Linked DNA regions of Sus scrofa: region 1 is linked to region 2. The links are chromatin contacts, called in public HiChIP or PLAC-seq maps. All regions are on one chromosome and are shown on one strand. The core of a region is the stretch at or near the end of the contact, and the rest is flanking DNA. Distances in the headings are between cores, read along the strand shown.

Region 1 (3,765 bases), core at 1,129-3,628, 34 kb after region 2:
ATTGAGCATTTTAATAGGAGGGGAGCTTAATTTTAGATGAGACTATTAGTTTGGAGTGAAACCTAGGTTTACTGCTAGGAGGAGGGGATAATGATAAACATTTAAAACAACAGTTTATAAGTTGTTTTCTAGTACCTTACTTAATGATTCTCACAGTGATCCTGTAAGTTAGATATTACCTTCTTTGGATTTGAAAGATGAGAAAACTGTGGGTTGAAAAGGTTAAGTGGCTAGATATTAGTTCATGAGTGACAGAGCTATCAAGTCTGTACACCATATCAATTTCCTTTTCTTGACAGTTACAATGAAAAGTTTATCATTTCAGCAGTTATCAGTGAGTTTTGGTGCTCCAGGAAGAGTACCGGGGAAATAGCTTCAGCTCTTCTTTTTCTCTAATCCCTAAATTGACTGTTTGCCCTGTGTGTGTGTGTGTGTGTGTGTGTGTAGCATAATATCCTAATATTTGGGCAGATTAGTGGTGAAGTGAAAGGGTCAAAAAGTGAATAAAGAGTTCCCTGATGACTCAGCGGGTTTCAGAGCCTGAGTTATCACCCCTGTGGGTCTGGTTGTTGCTGTGGCACAGGTTCAATCCCTGGCCCGGGAACTGCATGCCTCCAGCAAGGCCAGAAAAAAAAAAAAAAAAAAAAAAAAAAAGAACTATATAGATTGGAGATTTTTTCTTTTTAGCTTAAAAACAGTGTATAAAAAAGGTGTGAAAATCAGAAGTTCCACTGTTGACCAGGTTTTAGGACTGGCATCTTACACAAGATCCTTAGGCCTTAAAGTCGAAAAAGGTGGCAGGAGGGGTAGAAACAGGATACTACCTTAAAATAAAAAAGAAACAAAAACAAACTATTATTATGACACTAGGAAAATTTGAAAATTAAGCAGTCAGTTGTTTGCTTTGGACTCTGCTGGGGAATCTGTTTAATATGAAATTCAGATATAACAATTTTAAGGTTTAACCCCAAGTCTTTCATTGAGGGTATGAAACTTTCTTACTCTCTTCCTAGTTTTGTAAGTATTTCATAACAACATTTCCTCGGAGGTCAAAGGTATTCTACTTAGTTGTGATTCTTGTATAATTTTAAAGTCATTCTTTGTTCCTGATACTTAGGTGGAATATTGGGATTTAAAAGACAATGGAAGGTTAGGGAGTTCCCCTCGTGGCTCAGTGGTTAATGAATCCGACTAGGAACCATGAGGTTGTGGGTTCAATCCCTGGCCTCGCTCAGTGGGTTAAGGATCCAGCGTTGCTGTGAGTTGTGATGTAGGTCGCAGATGTGGCTGGGATCCTCCGTTGCTGTGGCTGTGGTGTAGGCCGTCGGCTACAGCTCCAGATAGACCCCTAGCCTGGGAACCTCCATACGCCGAGTGTGCGGCCATAGAAAAGACCAAAAGAAAAAAACAAACAAACAACAAAAAAGATAACGGGGGGTTGGAAATAATGTTTGTTGTATGACTACTCTATCAGACCCTTTACATTTATTGATTTTTATCCTGGGGACGCACCTTGAGTAGTGTTATGCCTATTTTAGAGATGAGAATAACTGAGGGCTGTTATATCACACTGCAGTCGTTACAGAGTTGAGACATGCAGTTACATAAATATAACTTGAAACAAGATAACCGTTTACGGTGTCAAAGCCATGGTTAGGTGGTAAAAGTGGCTCTCTGAAGCAAAAACTAGTATTTGCAGGATCACAGGCACACTACCATGCTCCTGCTTCTACAAATGCACTTCCCAACGTGGCCGCAGACACGCATGCCAAGGAGTGAAACCTTGCGGGGTAAGTATCCACTAAGGACTCCTGTTATGGTGGGGAAACCGGGGCGACTTTCCGCGTGGAGAGCTGCCTCTGCGTGTCCTCTGTGCTCTTCGTTTAAGGAAGTTGGCTGGGGGAGGGGGCTTGCCCTGCGGCTGCGTCCTGCTCCGCACGCCCTCCCCCTCCCAGCCTCTGCTGCCACTAAACCCCGGAGAGCGGAGCGTGCACGTTGAGAATCCTCGGCAGGCCTGGCCGCGGCTGCTGGGCATGCTCAGTGGGCAGGACTCGTTAGAGTGGCGAGTAAGGAAGCGTTGGCTCTTCTCCGGGTCTGCCTTCCCCGGTTCAGGCCCCGGCCCTGGGCTTTTGTGTGCGCGGAGCTGCAGCCGCCGCTGCCTCCTCGCGGGGCCGCCCGACCCCAGATGCCGTCTGGCCTGTCCGGTGTACGTCGTTAACCTCGCCGCGCGGCCGGAGGAGGAGCGGGGCGGGGCCGGCGGGCCCGCGGCCGGGCGGGCAGGAGGGCCCCGCTGGGGTAGGGGTGGGTGCGGGGAGTCCCGCGGGGGTGGGGGGAGGGGGCGGGCGCGGAGTCACGGGGGTGGGGTCACCGGCGTTGGCTCCGGGAGGCCGACCCGGAGGGGAGGGGGCCGTGGGGGCGGCTCGGCGGAACCTGCCCCGGCTGGGGAGCAGCGGCGACTCCGGGGGCCGGGGCCAGGGCTTTCCCGGCTTCGGTAAAGCCGCCGCGGGCCTCATCTTCCGGCGGTCGCCCGAGTTTGTGGTGATTGTTGCCGCCGCCGCCACCGCCCCGGCTGCCATCTCCTCCTCCTCCCGGCCGCCGCCTCCTCCTCTTCCTCCTCCTCCTGGGCCGGGCTGATCCCCTCCCCGCTGCCGCCTCCTCCTGGGCTGGGCCCGCGGTGTCTCGTCCCCTTGCGGAGCCGCTCCTGCCGCCGCCGCCGCCGCCGCCTCCTCATTCATCCTCGTGCACCATAGGCGGCACAGGCACCAAGATGTCCAACCGAGTGGTCTGCCGGGAAGCCAGTCACGCCGGGAGCTGGTACACAGCCTCAGGTAGGGCCCCAGGCCGGCCGGCCCGCCCGCCGCCGCTGCCGCCTGGCCCCGCGCCCGGCCGGCCGAGGTCGGCGGCTCGGCCCCGCGCGGCAGCGGGAGGGACCAGGGCGCGGACGGCCGCCGGCCGCGGACCGCGTGGGGAGGGAGCGGGCCGGAGGCGGGCCTCGCCGCCTCCCCCACCCGGGCGGCATCCCGCGGGGCAGCTCCGGGTCGGCCGGCCTCACGCTCTGCCCCGAGTTGGGCGAGAGGGGAGAGTTGCCGCCTGGGCAGCCTGCCCCCTCCCTCGGGACCAGGCTCGAGGAAAGAATGTGCTCCTGGTCCGAGCCTACTTATCGCCTCCCCCGGCTCTTGGGAAGCGGGCGGCGGGCCGCAGCCACCCCCGGCAGGACGGTTTGCACGGGGCCGAGCGACCCTCCGCCCTCCGGCCGCGGGAGGGACGCTCCTTCCTCTTCTCCCCTCTTCTTTCCTCTCCTCTCCGCCGGCGCTCCGAGCGTTGCCCGCGACCGGGGAGTTCTCAGGCTCCCGGGGCGCACGCCCGCTTCTGCCGGCCGGTGTCTGGCCAGGCGGTCTTGGCAGTTTAAAAGAGAGGCCGCATTTCCCCCTCAGCGTTCAGGTGCTCAGCCGGCTGGAGAAGAGCGAAGGGTAGTACTCGTTGGCGTTGCCAGACCAGAGGCAAGGTCTTGGCATGTGGGATCTGCGAGCAGAGGCCCTTTTCTGGGATTTGCAGCTCTGTCTGTTGGGGGTAGGGTAGAAGTATTACTAAGCAGAGGCTTGGGGTGGCCTCCCAGCTCTTTTGTCAGTGTTTTCATTGTTACTGTCATTCACGAAAGGGGCAGCTGGAGATGGCATCAGCACTTTTCCTGAGCAGCCTCTCCAGTCTCTAGTCGCTCAACACCGAGTAGGTGCTGGCACTACCTAATAACGCGTTGGGTCAGGT
Region 2 (4,079 bases), core at 1,377-3,876:
CTACTCAAAATAGCTTGAATTGAGATAAATTTAGGCCTTTATAAATATTCAAAATTGATATTCAATTTTGACACTGAATCAAGTTCAAAAATAAACAGTCACCATATAAACTACATTTATAAGCCACTTTATTAAAATGAATTAATTTGGCCTTTATTATTTCAAGGCACCAAATGTTTCAGTTAACTAATATCATTACAGTCTGAAATAGCCCATTTCACCTGATGAAATAAAGTGGCCTTCAGTACATTTAGCAGCTAAGTCGTTAAGAGAAAGGGAATGCATGACATTACTAGCCCCTTAATGGTTTAGGGGCTAACCACAGAGTCAGGAAATCTTTTTAGACTGCCTATCCAATTCATTGCTATTTATTCACAAATATTTTGATGCAGTGAGAAAAAGGAGAATGAAATTCTCCCGGAATAATACTGTCAAGGGTGGTTGAGAGGCAAACAGACTTTAAATATGAACTCTTGCAACTACTAAATTAAGGCTAAAGTACAAAAATTTTCAATATGCTAAATGAAAAATGTGAGATAGAACCATGGTTTTACTACCAGTTTTACTTCACTTTTAAAGGAACATTAATATAACTAATTTGTTCCAGTTTGAACTAATTTACTTTGGTATATAATGCATCAGTTGTAGAACTAAAACTTACTGCCTGTTCTGATGTCCACTTTCGAAACTAATGTAGAAATAAAAACCTTTGAACAGAAATATTATCAACTGAAAGAGAGTGAAATATGTGGTACATAGGCTGCTGAAATAATTTACATTTAAGTATTTTATCTATTTTTTTCCCACCTCCCACTCCCTCCTGGCCAATTTACACTTAAGTATTTTAATAGGAATTAAATATAAGTGATACAGGCATATATGTGATACCCAAAGATAAGTCACCAGCATGAAACCCAAGGCCTGAATTTCACTTCAATTCTTTACCCCTAACAGGGAACTGATTTTTCTTTAAATCTAAGAGTCTAGTGTCTTTTTAACCCAGTGTTAACAAAATTTCTTTGTATTTGCAGGCATTCTAAAACAGCTTTGACTTACATTAGTAAATTTCAGAAGACTCTATTATAATAGAAAAGTGCAATAAAGCAGTGCCTCTCTAGGAAGGGATGATGGTAGTCTTCTAAATAATGGACAATGCAAATGAGAAGTTAGAGGGAAAAGATCTCAGCATAATGGAGTTGGAATGAAAAGAGGGATTTTCAAAATGTTATAAGACTCCTAACTTCATTTGTCATCTTTCATAAAAACTTCTTTCATTAGTAATTAGCATAGGTTTGGAATGACCTGCTTTAATCTTTTGAGTCTCGGTTTGTTAAGTAAAATGCTGATATTAACAGTACCTTCACCTGTGAGGATTAAACAGATTAATACAAAGCTAAGAGGACACAGTGCAAGGCACATAGAAAGACTAAAAAACGTTAGCATAAAAGAAATCTGAAGGATGCAGTATCCTTGCTTTCATTCAGTAACATAAATCTTTAAATTTTATTGTAAAATGGTATGTATAGGTTAAACCTATTCGCTCAACTTTCAATTTAGAAATTTAGAGATTACCCTGGAATACTCATTTAGATAAGATCAAACAAACCAACCTTGGGCAAAAGTTTTACTCTAAAATAGAACTTTATTGAAAAATACTTGGAAGTCATTATATTGATAAAATGACTGACACGAAACTTTTAAAAAATAGTGCAAATTCGGCTGTAATCATATGCAGCTGTTCCTTTCAAAATTAACTCACCATTTGTTCTTTTCTCCTGACACTACAGTACTCTCCTTTCACTAAAAGCCTGTAACAAGGCACAGCTTCTTAGATATCAAAACCTTTTGGAAACCTGGCTCAGAGGAAGCCACTCACTGTTTACAGGGCTGGAAAGGATTCGTTTGGTCACTCTAGGACAACTGTCACTGTCACCAGCACGTCTGGGTGTCTTATAGGGGCTGGGTCATGCAGAAGTGTAAGGACAAACTAGTGTCTGTATGAAACAAAATCTACGGCTAGGGTGCCTAAAAGGGAAGAGGGTTTTAACTGAGAATCGCAGAGGATGAGGGGCTAACCATGGGGAGGAGTCTCGCGGAGCAGCTCAATTCCGGGGGGCACTGCCGGTTCCCGCAGAAAAAGAACGCAGGTGATGCCCTCCCTCGGCGACCCCACCGCTTTATTCCCGGCGCCGCCGCCTCCTTCCCTCAACCCCCGTTACCTTTCTCGTCCTCGTCGATGCGCAGGGCAACGGAGATGTACTCGAAGGCCTGTTTGTGGAAGGCTCGTACTCGTTCGACCTCCCCGCCTGGCACCGGCGCCGGGGGCGAGGCCGAGGCCGGGGCCGGCGCAGCCCGGGAGCTCCTCTTGGCGGCCATGAGGGCGCGGGAGAAGCGCTGGCAGAGCCACACGAAGAGGAGCCCCAAGTGGAAAGCGACCAAACGCAGCAGCGCGAAGCCTAAGAACAGCGGGTAGGAGAAGTAGTACAGGTTCCGCTTATGCGGCGATTGGGGCGGAGGGGCTGGCCTGGGGGCGGGGCGGGAGGAGGCCAGGCAGGGGGGCGGAGGCCTGGGAGGCACCGGGCTGCTGGGGCCGCCGGAGCCTTTCTTCTTCCCTCGTCCACCCGGAGAATTCATTCACAGCTCCCACTGCCGCCGCCGCCATAACCCGCCTTCCGCAGACCGACGGCGGTCAAGCGACGGCGGCGGCTACTGGGAGGGCAAGGGCCACAGACCCCCGCGCGCCCGCCGGTCCCAGGAGCTCTGCACCTCCGCGCGCAGCTGGACGGCCCCGCCCCTTTCTCCTCGCTAGGTCAGGAGCACAACCCCTTCTCCTCCTCCTTTGGTCGGTAGCTCCTGCCCCTCCCTTTCTCCGTCCTCTCTGCGGCTTGGTAACTCCGAGCGGCGGCCGCGCGTGCACGCGCACGCCCTCCCGTGTCTTTCTCGGCGCCTGCGCGAACGCCTCCGTCTTTGTTGACCTGAGCTCCTAGTGCGCGTGTGCGGGCCCCCGCCTCGCTATCGCTTCCCCGGGGAACTACATTTCCCAATATGCACTTCAGCCTACGTCGTCTTAAGGGACAGGTGGCCAGTCAACTTCGCTGCCCCGGGGAGCTCCTTAGCAGGGCACCTAGGACATCGACTCAGGAAATGGACCGCTGCGGCAGGGCTCTCTTGCAGAGACCTCGTTTTCTTATATTTCTTTCAACATTTTCTGCCAATCTTCCACGAAGAATGATTGATATGAGTTCCACTGCGGAAGTAATGGGTCCCAATCTGGGAATTATTATCTGAAAGGAGAGCAGTTGTAGGGATAAAAACTTAAGGTCACCGAAAACGAAGATGTTAGCTCATTGGAATCAAATCATCGGTTCCAGAGATTTAATTAAATTAGTGTATGTTTAGATACCTAATCCAAAGAATTGTTTGAGTAAAGAAATTCTTAGGTTTGGGCTGTAATCGTCCCATAGCTTACTGAGGAATCCAGACTGGGCTTTTTGTTTTTTCCCTTGCTTTTTCTTTTTTTAAACCGTTAGACGTCTCTTTCTTTGGAGAACTACTGCTTACCTCCGCTGCCTGTTTTCTAATGAGCTGCAAGCACGGAAAGCCGCCTACTATATCACAGAGGTTAATCATACTGTCCTAGAAACTGGAATCTTAGTTGGAGACACTGGGACAGAAGATCATCGTAAGAAATGAGTGCTCTCAAGAGCTGCTCTATCAGTTCATTTCATTTAGACTCCCAAAACTACCAGATTCCTGGTCTGGTCATTTACTGGGTAACCTATCTAATAACTATTCTATTTATATGATTTTTCTGCTTCTCTTGCTCCCTCTCCATCTCTCCTTCCCTCCTCTCTCTCCCTATCTTTCTCTTTTTGCTTGAGTTAGACATAATTGTTTTTGCCCAAAACTAAGGAATCCTAGTTTATAGAAAGTCTCCATTCTTTACAGTGTGGGTTTTACAAATTCTTCCAAGAATCTCCACATTCTGGCCACACTGTATCTATTTCCCACCACTACTCCCCTGCAAATAGATTCTGCAAAAGTGACCTTCCTGTTTCCTTCCTCTTGTTCCCTACCCC

Evidence for each region. HiChIP or PLAC-seq counts read pairs in DNA pulled down with a chosen protein or histone mark.
Region 1: an H3K27ac HiChIP or PLAC-seq map of skeletal muscle shows a contact between it and region 2. The contact joins the promoter of MEMO1 here to the promoter of SPAST in region 2. A contact is called at or near these places in 1 of 5 promoter capture datasets (liver), 11 of 47 Hi-C or Micro-C datasets (alveolar macrophages, blood, embryonic fibroblasts and 4 more) and 2 of 2 datasets of contacts at active chromatin or transcription factors (alveolar macrophages and skeletal muscle).

The regions. Positions count from the first base shown.
Region 1 is chr3:107,540,098-107,543,862 of Sscrofa11.1, forward strand. MEMO1 (mediator of cell motility 1) reads left to right here and starts at 2,379. Exons shown (of 9, transcript NM_001244877.1): 1 at 2,379-2,828. The coding sequence starts at 2,768.
Region 2 is chr3:107,505,986-107,510,064 of Sscrofa11.1, forward strand. SPAST (spastin) reads right to left here and starts at 2,627. Exons shown (of 18, transcript NM_213749.1): 1 at 2,220-2,627. The coding sequence starts at 2,376.